Linked DNA regions of Mus musculus: all the other regions are linked to region 1. The links are chromatin contacts, called in public HiChIP or PLAC-seq maps. All regions are on one chromosome and are shown on one strand. The core of a region is the stretch at or near the end of the contact, and the rest is flanking DNA. Distances in the headings are between cores, read along the strand shown. Region 1 has its middle 14 kb from the start of Zbtb18. Region 2 overlaps Akt3 (thymoma viral proto-oncogene 3). Region 3 overlaps Sdccag8 (serologically defined colon cancer antigen 8).

Region 1 (4,496 bases), core at 1,100-3,599:
GGTCAACGAGAGGGAAAAAAACTAGAAGAAATATTAAAAGCAAGTAGAATATTTTGCCTTTGCATCTGAGACTAAACTGTTACTGTCATACATACAGTGTGCCCCTATACATCTAACTCTTCCTAGGAATTGTCTTTGGTAATTCAATTCCTTTTCTTTTTTCAAATTCATTTTTCAATCAGCTGACTTTGATAGGCTCCCAGTGGCTGCAAGAAAATCTGAGAAGTAGACAGAAAAGGTAATCTAACCCTAATAAGAGGAGAATTTCAGAAAGCAAAGGTCAAAAGGAGGCAAAGCAGATGGAGAGAACCATAAGGTTAGGCAACATTTAGAAGCAGTAGTTTTGCCAGTTTTCAGTCCTTTCATCTTTCACCAATACACATACATATATACAGGTATCCACATAACCAAATACATACACATACATACATATATACATACATACAGGTATACACACACACACACATGCATTTATGCACATCCGTTTTAGGGGATAAAACCCAAATCATGCGCGAGGCAAGTGATTTACCTAAAACTAAGTTATAGTTACAGTCCCCACATTTTTTTCCATGAGAAATACTATCTCTTATCTTTTATTTTTAGAAAATCTCCATTCACTGAACTAAAAACAAGGGACCCGGTATGGGCAAACCTGAGCATTCAAGAAGTAACATCGTGATCATCAGTTTAAGGGCACGGCGGCGCTAGAATTTGGGGCCACCACTGCATTATGAGGTCTACAAACTTTCGAAACAGGAGGATCTTCTGAAACAAGAGGATCTTTCGAGAAAACAGAGGATTTTATTTTCTTTGAACGACACTGGAGCCTGAGGAAGCATCCCATCCAGCAGGGCCTCTCAGCAACGGGAGTAACGTCGCTTTGCTCAGCGTGAACGTCCAGATCCCATTCCCAAAATGGTTTACATGTTTCTGACCTCCTTGCCATGTGCCTCTAAACCTCACCTCCATCCCGAGTCTTTTCCTTCATGGTTTTTTTCTTTCTTTTCTTTTTTCTTTTTTCTTTTTTTTTTAAATTTGAGTTCTCACTGCTAGTATTATTATTTTTAGGGCTGCAATCTCCCATAGCCCTTATTTTCACTCAAAATTACAATACAGGGGACTATGGCCAATGCTATGCAGATGGCCAAATAGATAATAAAGACTCGGTTCATGAATAATACCCACTCAGAAAGAGGACAAAAGCAACAGGAAAAAAGACCCAAATTGGACAAAATGTGCATGCTATATTTAAAAAAAACCACACACGCGATCATTGTCAGAGATCATTAAGGGTGCCCTGTAGTTTTAATTATATGCCAGTGGCACCAATTTGATGTGACTGTTTGCTCCTATAGTCAATAAAAAAAGTCATAACTGCCATCAAATTTAAATTTAATTTATTTTCTACACAGCCCTTTCTGTTTTCCTTGTTTTTTTCTTTTATAACATTAACACTTTTTTTGTTGAAAAATGTGTGAAAGATTAATTTGTAGAATGAGGGAGCCGTGGGTGCACAGCAAAGGACAGATGGAGTGGGTGGGACATGACAGTTTTTGTCTGTGGCATCATTTTGTTGTTGCTATTGCAAGGGAAAGAGAGCTACTGCTACCACGATCCTTTCTTGGGGTTGGGGACACTCTGAGAAGGTATGCTTCTCTCACCTCAAGCTGGCCACTGCCATCTCAGGGCACAGACCCCTACCAAGACAAGTCATGAGCTCTTCCGTTTCCACAACGGAGATTTTCATAGAATTCCACCCTACTTTTGTAAAAAAAAAAAAAGAAAGAAAGAAAGAAAGAAAAAGAAAAGAAAGCAGAATGAGGCAGACTTGTAAGATGAATATGCTGAAATAAAGTCACCATTTATCTCCTCTGAACGCCATACTGTAAAATCAAGTGCGCACAGGTCTGGTGAAGGCTATCATTTAAATGTAAATGTTTGGGGACAGCAGTCAAAATTCTACTCGTGTTGAAGGGAGTCTTTCTTCTTCTTTTTTTAATGTCAAAACTCACAATGTATAATTTTCAACTTGATTTTTTTTGCCTCGAAGCAGCCCTGGTTTATACGACAGTGTTGTGGGGGTTCACTGTTGTAAAGTTTCTTCTTGAAGAAGGCAATTACCAAGGGAAAATCACTGCCATGCGGCACACACAGACATTCTGAGAAAAAAGTAAGACTTGGAGGAGGAAGAGGGGAATTCGGGACAGCATGTGGGAGGGGAGATGGGAGTTCTTTTTATGCACAAAGGGATCCATTAACAAAATCTTTATCTGTTTCCGTCCCCTTGTGAACTGAACCAATGTGCAGTGCCCAGAATATGCGAACGTGATTGCAAATAAACGACTCGTGTGGCGCGGAGGAAATGAGCGAGCGCATACCGAAACAGACTGGTGTTTGATTCCGTGGCAAGATAAAATTTGCATGGAGGAAAATCTCCCCAACACCTTTGCCTCGAAGGTTCCCATCTGTCTTCCTGAGGCAAAGCAAGGCAAAGTGTCCCACCTACGGAAGTCAGCAGTTCCAAATGAAGCGCCCAGTACTGATTCTACACCTCCCAGGCCACTTCAGCTGATGCTCAGTGCTCCTACGGAGAGGGGATTTGAGAGTCAGGTCATTGTATATCCATCCTTATGCTATTTTTCTAACTAGACAGTAGGCTGTCCTGGGGAGGGATGTGCCCTGAGCATTCTGCGGTTGTGCCTGGTTGGCATGATCCCTCTGCTGGGTTATGGGATGATGTGCGGCCACAGGAAAGCAGTCTGTCTCTGGGTCAGACCACCTGCATCTGACATCCGGCTGGCTGCCTTACAGCACCCCAGGGACCAGTACACCCACGTAGTTTCTGTTTCTGTTGAAAATAGTCATGACACTAACAGCATGCACCTTCAGTGGGAATTTAGATCCTATCTGGTAGGGATATAAGAGTCCAGGTTTTGGATGTCCCCACCATCAGATCGCTGGGGACACTCAAGCCTCCAGATATTTAGTAGGATCTGTGTCATTAGGGAATATATGGTGTTAAGAATAGATACAATTTAAAAACTTACTGCAGTGGGATACAAATTATAAGTAACATTGTAGGACGTGGGAGGGGGTGAGTCTAGTGTGTATGCTACCAACCAGTAAATTACAGTCCACAGAAAGAAAACATAAAGGTGTCTATCGTTTTAACTAATTTAAAGAGAGTTGTCTATGATTTGTCTGTTCTCCCATACTTTCTCCATGGTTCCGTTTGGTGGTCGGCATCCCAGAGATGGAAAATCCAGCAAGTTTTTGTTCATATGAACACATTCACAGACATAAATGGGCTCAGAAGAGATTATCTATCCACAGATCAGTATAACAATCTCAACACTGCTGCAGTCATTGAGACAATTGCAGCCTGTTGTTATATGCCTGTATATGCACGTAATTTTCTCTCTGCACAGCGAGGACCGCAATGCAGAGTGGACTCCTTCTTCTTTTCCTGTAGGATTCATGTAAGTGATACCACACATCGGAGGATGCCTAATTCACTGACTACAGAGGAATTATGATGGGCTAAGAATGGGATGGATATGGTAACCATCTGCATCCCATCTTATTTCTTTTATGGTCCTGAGGATGGAATCTCGAGATCCTCGTTCACACTAAACCAAGAGCTCTGCCCCTGAGCTACACCCTCATCCTGCTTATTTATTTTTAATTATAAACAAGAAAATGGCCATATGTATATGTATACAGATGCATATCTAAAATTGCACTTTGGACAAGCCGACTTTCCCGAGCAGGAGTACGTTCTCAGTGATTAACTTGAGTGATTTCTTTTTTTTCCTGGTCATTACTCTCCCAGCAGTTCTCTTTCTTCCTTAGTGATAAAACTCAAGTACATGATGCCTTCAAATAAACTGTTTCCCAGCTTCCTTTGCAGCTAGATACCCATATGGTGAGCTCTGGGCGTGTGAGTGGAAGCATTTTGGTCCTCATTAAAAGACAGTCCACATGCCTGTGGTGTCTTTCATTTTGTTGCTATCTAGTGTCTGAAATGTACGTGTAATGAGTTGAGCTTGGGCTGATATAATGGACCCCAAGGATGGGATGTACACACCTGGGATGGTTTATATTGATTGTAACGAGATGGGATATAGGAGAAAGTTTCTAGGCATGCCTGTGAGGGATTTTCCAGACTAGAGAAACTGAGGCAGAAAGAGCCTCTCACCATGGATAGCAGCATTTCCCTGGCTGAGGTCCTGGACTGGGTGAAAAGAAGAAAGCAAGCTAACTCTAAGGATTTGTTGCTCTCTGCTTCTGCTACAGATGCAGTGCAAGCAGCTGTCTCAAGCTCTCACTGTCCTGCATTCTCTACAGCGACGGGCAGTGCCCTCCCACCCAGAGCCTGAATGGACCCTTCTTTCCTTACCTACCTTCAGGAACGCTGTCCATCTCACTGACCTAGAGCTCACCATTTGGCTAGACTAGCTGGGCAGCAAGCCCCAAAAAGCCTTCTCTGTCACCTC
Region 2 (4,270 bases), core at 633-3,132, 290 kb after region 1:
AGCCAAGTATGACAGGTAGTTTAATGTGTTTCAGAATTCAGAGTGGGAATAGACTGTCCTGTAACAGAGGAAGCACAGGAAAGGAATAATGTCAAAGGAATGAGGTACAGCCTTTCCTTTGTACTTTCTAATGACATTAGAAAGAAATGAAATGTTTAATAATATATCCAATTTATTGCCTTTTCAGGGTCTTGCGATATTGAATTTAAAAAGGATTTCTATGAGAGTATTGGCAGCAATTTTTTGTTATTTTTTATTAGATATTTTCTTTATATACATTTCAAATTTCAAATGCTATCCCGAAAGTTCCCCATACCGCCCCCCCCCACTCCCCTACCCACCCACTCCCACTTCTTGGCCCTTGCATTCCCCTGTACTGAGGCATATAAAATTTGCAAGACCAATGGGCCTCTCTTCCCAATGATGGCCGACTAGGCCATCTTCTGATACATATGCAGCTAGAGACACATGCTCCGGGGTTACTGGTTAGTTCATAATGTTGTTCCACCTATAGGGTTGCAGACCCCTTCAGCTCCTTGGGTACTTTCTCTAGCTCCTCTATTGGGGGCCCTGTGATCCATCCAATAGCTGACTGTGAGCATCCACTTCTGTGTTTGCCAGGAACTGGCATAGCCTCACAAGAGACAGCTGTATCAGGGTCCTTTCAGCAAAATCTTGCTAGTGTATGCAATGGTGTCAGCGTTTGGAAGCTGATTATGGGATGGATCCCTGGATATGGCAGTCTCTAGATGGTTCATCCTTTTGAAACAGCTCCAAATTTTGTCTCTGTAACTCCTTCCATGGGTGTTTTTTCCCAATTCTAAGAAGGGGCAAAGTGTCCACACTTTGGTCTTCGTTCTTCTTGAGTTTCATGCGTTTAGCAAATTGTACCTTATATCTTGGGTATTCTAAATTTTCAAAATCATTGTTAGTGAGGATGGTAGATCAAAACAGGACCAAGTACAGTAAATAATGAAATGGAAGTTTTTTTCATATATCGTGTTGTGTGAATGTGTGGATGTCAGGGGGTCTTTGTCCATCACTCTCCATGATGTTAATTTTTGAGGTCTAGGTAACTCATTGGGAGTTCACATGATTAGCTAGGTTGACTGGTCTGTGAGCCCCAGGGATCACTTGTCTCTGCTTCCCAAGGACTGGAACACCAGCTTGTACATCCTGCCCAGCTTTTGTGAAGGTTTTGGGAATTGTACCTAAGTCTTCATGTTTCTGTGGCAAAAACTTTATCACTATCATCCTAATCCCTAAATTTTTTTATTTGCCTTTATAAAGAATTGAAGACATGACTATCATGTATCTTCATATCCTTCCCTTTCCTAAGTTTTTTTGCATTGGTTTTCTTTTTTTATACCATAAGCCATTTTAGTTTATTAGCAAACAATTTTATTTTTGTTTCTGTTTTTGGTTTTTTTTTTGTGGGTTTTTTTGTGTGTGTGTGTGTGTGTGTGTGTGTGTGTGTTTTGGTTTTTCGAGACAGGGTTTCTCTGTGTAGTCCTGGCTGTAATGGAACTTTGTAGACCAGGCTGGCCTCGAACACAGAAATCAGCCTGCCTCTGCCTCCCAAGTGCAGGGATTAAAGGCGTGTGCCACCACCACCCGGCAGCAAACAATTTTATAATTCTTACTGTGAGCAGATGTTCTGTGTGTATTATAAATATTAATCTATTTTTCTATTACTGCTGTCCCCATTTTACAGAAGAGGGAACTAAGGCATGAAGGGTGATATGCCCAGTTTGTCACTCCCATACTTAGTGTAATAAGTAGCATAACTGTCACTTGAATCTGAACAGTTGTATTCACATCCACTGTGAGGAAGAAGATAAAAGGATGTTATTTGTGTAGCTGTCTGTTCAAGCATCATCTATGTCCTCTACAGGCTTCCCTCTGTGTGGCTCAGTTTCCTGTTAGCTGTCTGTGCAGTGAGGAGACTGCAGTGCTCATCCCTTGTTTGTGTGAAGGGATCCCTTGGAGTGAAACCTAAATACAGACAGGGCTTAGCTGAGGATTTTTAAGCAAAGTCAAGCTTTCTTGTAACCTGATCACAATGGACATAATAGATTATTGTTTAAGGAAAGCAAGAATTTTGAAGGGCATGAATTTACCCTTAAAATGATTAGATGTCTTGAGTTTAGTGATATGTCCTTTTCAGGGTCCCACACCACTAGAGGTTGATCATTGGAGAGATCTTTAGGTGAAGGGGTAAGATAAAGTGCTATACTTCCCACTAATTTTATAAAGCAGAGGTGAAATGACAGCAGGATAAACTAGTTTGACAGTGCACCCTGTCCTTGCCCAGCACAGACTTCCTGATTAGCAAGCTCTCCAGTTGTGTAGTACTTAAACAGTAGAGACCAAAGGGGTGGAAGGGAGTGATCTCAGGGTTTTTTTTTTTTTTTTTTATTCTGAGATATTCTAAGTTTTTATGCCATGAGTGTGGCGGGATAGTGATAAGTTGTGTACTTATACAATTAATAGTTCTTCCTTTGCCTGATCTGTTCTAGGTGTTGAACAGACATGGTGAGTAGGTTTGCATTATGCTTACATTGCTTCCATATTTGATTTTATTAAGGCTATTTCCTAAAATTATATGTAAGATTTAAATATGCAGAGAGTATGAGGTGCTAAAAATAGAAAATGTTACAGTATGGATGTTAATTTTTTCTAATGAAACTATATGTTTAAATAAGTCAGTTTCTTTGCAGAAGTTTTTTCTTATTGTGTTGTTTTGAGGCAAGGTCTCTTTTTGTAGCCCTGGCTGTCCTGGAACTCATTATGTAGTCCAGGCTGGCCTTGAACTCACAGAGATCTGCTTTCCTCTGCATTTGCAGTACTTCTAGCATTTCCACATTATTAAAATAGTATGTAAATGACTTCATATTTAAATGAGGTATGGTGTAGAAATGGAGAATTTTTGCAGTAATGTAGAAAAAGACAGCTCTGCTTTCACAATGTACAAGGGCGTAAGTGAAAGCAAAATAATAATTTAGCTCACATTTAACCCAGCAGGAAGCTTAGTACAGATTGAGTAATTCTCCACAACATATCTTCTTCTATGTAAACTAATCTCATGGTTTATTCTTCATTAAATTGCCAGGATGCTATTTTCTGTTGGCGAGATTGTGTGCAGCATTGAGTGTTCTCCACTCCCCCTTGATTTTTCTGAATTAGATTTGATACTATAATACCGTTAGGATGTTGTTTTGTTTAAAAGAATGATTAAATGTATTATTTCTTGGTGTAAAGTTGCCTGAAAACCATAGGTTTCAGGGTTTAATAAGCTGGGTATCATTAAACAAATACCAGAATGCTTAAAGGTAAGGTGGTAATTGTTAACGATTATGGAACATTTTAAATAAAATGCTGATAATGCACTTCCTTAGAGAAGTTAAAGTTGCCCTTCTAACATCTTACAACAGTAGCCTTAACATTCTAAGTAATGCAGCCTTTACTATAGTTCCACATATTGTGGTGGCCTCCAACCACAAAATTATTTTTATTGGTACTTCATAACTAGTTTTGTTACTGTTATGAATCATAATTTAAATATCTGTGTTTTCTGATGGCCTTCAGAGATCCATGTGAAAGGGTTGTTCATCCTCACCCACAAGGGTCACAACCCACAGGTTGAGAAACACTGCTTTACAGTATTTGGTGCATAGGTTGTTTTTTTTTTAATTTCTTCATGGAGTCTAACCTTCCTTAGGAAGCAGGCATGAAAACTATACTTAAACGACAAGTTCATGCATTATGCAGTGGAAGGAAAATTTCTTGACTATAATATATTTCTCAAAATAATCATGAAGGAACATATGGAAAAGCAGAAATGTGGGTACATCTGGAAAGCTTTTAAGGCATCTTGATCATACATTGCAGGTTTACCAAAATTGTAAACAACTTCTGTGTCGCCAGTTGCATTGGTAATATTGTCAGTCCAGGATTAGACTGACCTCTGAAAGAGGAGAGCAGGCAGTCCCTCCTCATTTTAGAATCTACAGAGAAGCAACAGAATCTTGAAATGTTGAAAGATTGTGTATTGAATATGCCACAGACAACAAATAGTAATTACTACCCTTTCTCTAGGAGCATGTATAGGTATTTGGAAATGACAGAGAGTCACAGATGTTGTATTACATAATATGGTTAAGGACATTGCGTTGATACCCTAGTTCAGCACTGATTAGTTAAAGGACATTACTTATTTGAAGGAATCAATAAAGGAAAATGATACAACCATCGTTCATCAGAAGTGAGT
Region 3 (3,980 bases), core at 1,299-3,798, 460 kb after region 1:
GGGAAAATTAGCTGAATTTCCTATCAGTGACAGCATGGCTTCTGCGCCTACATTTCTGCCCCAACCACACCTGCACCTATGACTCTCACCCCTAGGGGTGTCAGGTCAGTAGGAACCAATATGGAGTGCTGATGCTTCCTTGAGTGGTGGGGAGTTCGCTTGGTGTAAGATATCTCCACTGGCCCAGCTTCTGGGCAGGATGAGGCTGATATTCTTTTTTTTTTCTTTCAATTTTTTATTAGATATTTTCTTCATTTACATTTCAAGTGTTATCCTGAAAGTCCCCTATACCCTCCCCGCACCCTGCTCCCCTACCCACCACTCCCACTTCCTGGCCCTGGCATTTCCCTGTACTGGGGCAAAAAAGAAACAAAGGCGCTTGTGGAGAAGTCAAATGTCTTACTATGTTTTAAGCTTTCACTTCGACTACAGCAGAAGTGCTCCAAATGGGTCACCACTTCCTCTGATGATGAGATGAGCCAACACTTCCCATCCCTCTCAAAGGAGTGTCACACACACCTGTACTCCTCAGGAAAAGGCTACTGCTGTCAAGCATGGACCGGCACTGGTGCTCTCAGCAGTAATACTATTCTCAAAACCAGCTTTGTTTCTTCCCAAGTGTGGTGATGCTACTTCTATTAAAATAATTAAATACTTATTTAACTCAGAAATATAACTGCTAAAATACTGATTCTATGAAAACAAAGAGGAATGGTTTAAAGATTCAACAAAACTGGATATCCCACACACAAAGAAAGGTGTGCACAAAATAAATACAAAAGACTGCATTGAGAGGGCCACCAAATGGCAGATGCCACACATGCTGCTTACCAAATGTCTGTGTGACTGCAGTTTATTTAGGAAAATCAAAATTGAGTCCAGCAAAGATGCAGTTTGGGTGTGGTCTATCTGAAAAAAAAACAAGCAAGCAAACAAACAAACAGACAAACAAAAAAAACCCAAATAACATTGTGCTTAGAACAGGTTATCCAAGTACAGAGAAACATGTCTCGACTCTCTGTGTTTTACACAGACTCCTGCCCACCCAGTACTTCTCTCTTGCTTATTTGCACCAGTCCAGAGCACCGCTGCACCCTCAGAGCTCACAGCTGAGGGAGTGAGGGCATCAGAGAACACTAGGCTAGAAGTCAGAAAACAGACTTCCCTGGCAGGCCTCTGTTTCCTCATGGACGGTGTGCATACACTGAGAACAGGGCTGAGGAGTGAGTGTGGGAGACAGGAGCACAAGAGAGGCACAGAGTAGATAAAAAATATTTAGGGGAGAATATAAAAATTATTGACAGTAAGTAAAGTGGAGGAAAGTAAAATAATTTAGAAATGTTCATTAAGAAGAAAATACAAAATTAGCCACCTATATAAAATGATTAAAATGAAATTTAAGTTTTCAACATAAAATACTTGTTTGAGAATGAAAAGGAATCTACTTTATTATATCTTAAGGCTCTAATGATATACGAAAACTTTTGTTTAATAATAATGAAAGAATTAAAACAAAAACAAAAACCCAACAACAACAAAATGAAACTACTTGTCTCAGTTTAAACTCTAAAACGAATCCCAAACACAGCCACAGCCACAGCCACAGCCACAGCCACAGCCCTGGCTGGACTCGCAAGGACAGTGCTCCGATGCAAATCCAGGAGCCATAGAAGACAGAGACCTGATGGATCAGAGGGAACAAGCTACCAAAGAAACCTCCATCAAGTCTTTAGTTCTCAAAAAGAAGCAAACTGAAGTTAGGTCGGGTTCAGTGTGAAGCAACACCTCACAAGGCCTGCCTACAATAATCTGGACAGACAGATAACAACAGAGCATTTCATACAAGTTTCACAGGAACTGCTTTGCCCAGCAGTGAGGCTTGTTAAAATATGGGTTTTTAGGTAGAAAGGAAATTAAGAGCAGATTAAGTGAACATCTCGTTCACTAGTGACCAACTAAAGCAGCACCTTAAAGGCATTCTATGCTGACATCATTGCCAACTGGACTCTGCACAAACATCGGCCCTGCATCTAACCTCCCACCATCCTCCAGCACCGCCACTTGCCATTCACGCAGAAGCAAACTAACCCCATGGGATATTAATTCATATGCTGCCTGGAGTCTATATACATTTCAAGTTTCTTTTATAATTCAGCTATTCTAAGAGTCTCAAAATATTTCATTAAAAATTAATGTGTTATCCACACAAATGGCAAATATTGAAAACTAGGAATATAAATAAAAAATAATAAAAATAGTAAGCCTACTAATACTGAAGAGGAAGGGAGACAGGAGGGGGAGAGCATGCGAGAGGAAGAGAGGGCGATTTTAAACATCCGGTTTCTATTCTGGACCATTCGTGGAAACAGACAGACACAGCAAGTGGAGGCCAAATATATCCCTTCTCTGACAGGATTTGTTTTCTATCTTGTCATTATTTTTTACTGCATTCTTCATAATAATATTTCTGCAGTGTTCTAGATTTGCTGACTGACACACCAGCCTCTTTAAGCACTCAGAAGGGAGAAGAACCACAGTAGCTTGAGGCAGAGCCGCAGCTTTGCCAGGCTGCTTTGCAAGGCTTCTGGCTGGGGTCTGAGGCTTTCCCTGGAATGGCTTTCCACACAAAGGCATGCTACACGGGATGCTGCCCCGTGTTACACATAGTTTTCAAATTCCCTTCACCTTCTTTCTTAGAATTCAACATACAAGCCCTGGTCCATGGCAGCAGGCGAAGATGACTGTGTCCGGTTCACTAAGGCTGGGAAAGACAAACAAAGCTCAGCGCGCGGTTGCTGACTGTCCTGTCCGTCTCACAAGAAGTAGCTCGGAGCAAGTAGCAAACATGCTACCATCTTCTGTGCCCATACTCTGCATTAAATAAATGGCTCTGAGAAGAAGTCACAGTTTACCACGCAGGCAGCACCACGGCCCTCACTCGATCCTCCATTGGAATCTGCAACAGAGCTGCACTCCATTCAAGAGAATGCAGGGAGGAGTCTGAAAACATCAAAGATTTGTTTAATACTGACTATAAAAACACCCCTTTGCATCAAAATAAGTGTCCCTCTTTATTGCACTGATTATTTTCTATAGAATTTAAATTGTACATAAAATTATAATCGTGCCTTGTTTTATGTAAATTGATTGTCTCAATTATTGGGAAAGGATTGGAATGTTAATGGACTATTTGGTTGGAGACATGCCAAGCAAATCAGCAAAAACTCTAACAGCTCTAAGTGGAGGTAGACAGCCAAACATTTACATAAATTAGGGAGACCAACGTGGTCTCAAGAATCGATCTTGCAGTCTGAAAAGAGAGGGAGCTTTTCTCTAAGATTAAATTACCTTTAACATTTAATGTTAGAAAGTTCTGTGAATGGAGATTCTAATTTGAATTTATTTAAAACAAACAAACAAACAAAGAAAGAAACAAAAAGCAGGAGCCATATCTGTAGAAGAGCACCTGCAGCCAGCACTGTCCCCTTGCCTGCTGCATACAGAACAGGTTAGCTATGAAGAGCAGGGGTGTCTCCTGAAGACTGAGGAGGAATAGAAGGCCCTGTGGCATCGCAACATGCGTGGATGCTGCAGCCCACTTGATTAGCTGAGGGAAGACCACCTCAGGAAACTGCTGCAGACACATCCCAGCCTTCTGTCACATACTGACTGTCTGACCTATCTCCTTGACATTCATCTGGTATCCATGAAGTCACATACTGAGGATCAGGGGTGTAGGCAGACATTAGCGTTTTGATACTCAGATGGTCACATGGCTTTTACAATTAAGGTATAGCCACGGATGCCACAGCTATGGTCATACATCTGCCTCAGACTGTCAGCCGTCTAGATGACTTCCACAAACTTTCAGCATCAATGCTGTAGATGTAGGTGTAAATATTACCTCTGGGTAGAATATGACAAACTGGTTCCTTTACAGCACGACTCAGAACCCAAACACAAGCATCATGGATTTACAT

The links. HiChIP or PLAC-seq counts read pairs in DNA pulled down with a chosen protein or histone mark.
Region 2: a contact with region 1 is called in a CTCF HiChIP or PLAC-seq map of pro-B cells, with 6 times the contacts expected there. The contact joins two enhancer-like sites. A contact is called at or near these places in 10 of 39 promoter capture datasets (the 3T3-L1 cell line, 3T3-L1-derived adipocytes, the C10 cell line and 6 more), 1 of 15 datasets of contacts at CTCF or cohesin (pro-B cells) and 3 of 484 Hi-C or Micro-C datasets (cerebral cortex and nephron progenitors).
Region 3: a contact with region 1 is called in an H3K4me3 HiChIP or PLAC-seq map of the 230-238 cell line, with 5 times the contacts expected there. The contact joins two enhancer-like sites. A contact is called at or near these places in 5 of 39 promoter capture datasets (the 3T3-L1 cell line, hematopoietic stem and progenitor cells, hippocampal neurons and 2 more), 1 of 15 datasets of contacts at CTCF or cohesin (large pre-B cells) and 5 of 115 datasets of contacts at active chromatin or transcription factors (the 230-238 cell line, embryonic stem cells, forebrain and 1 more).

The regions. Positions count from the first base shown.
Region 1 is chr1:177,426,319-177,430,814 of GRCm38.p6, reverse strand. No RefSeq gene overlaps it. Among named protein-coding and RNA genes, the nearest start is that of Zbtb18, 14 kb to the left of the region's middle. Within about 2 kb of position 2,349, at least 36 of the 459 cell types and tissues checked have an H3K27ac peak or open chromatin away from gene starts, as enhancers often do. A contact at or near this core is called in the 230-238 cell line and pro-B cells, where this site is marked.
Region 2 is chr1:177,140,348-177,144,617 of GRCm38.p6, reverse strand. All of the region lies in intron 1 of Akt3 (thymoma viral proto-oncogene 3), which reads left to right. Among named protein-coding and RNA genes, the nearest start is that of Akt3, 110 kb to the left of the region's middle. Within about 2 kb of position 1,882, at least 4 of the 459 cell types and tissues checked have an H3K27ac peak or open chromatin away from gene starts, as enhancers often do. A contact at or near this core is called in pro-B cells, where this site is marked.
Region 3 is chr1:176,970,024-176,974,003 of GRCm38.p6, reverse strand. All of the region lies in intron 16 of Sdccag8 (serologically defined colon cancer antigen 8), which reads right to left. Among named protein-coding and RNA genes, the nearest start is that of Gm15423, 31 kb to the right of the region's middle. Within about 2 kb of position 2,548, at least 13 of the 459 cell types and tissues checked have an H3K27ac peak or open chromatin away from gene starts, as enhancers often do. A contact at or near this core is called in the 230-238 cell line, where this site is marked.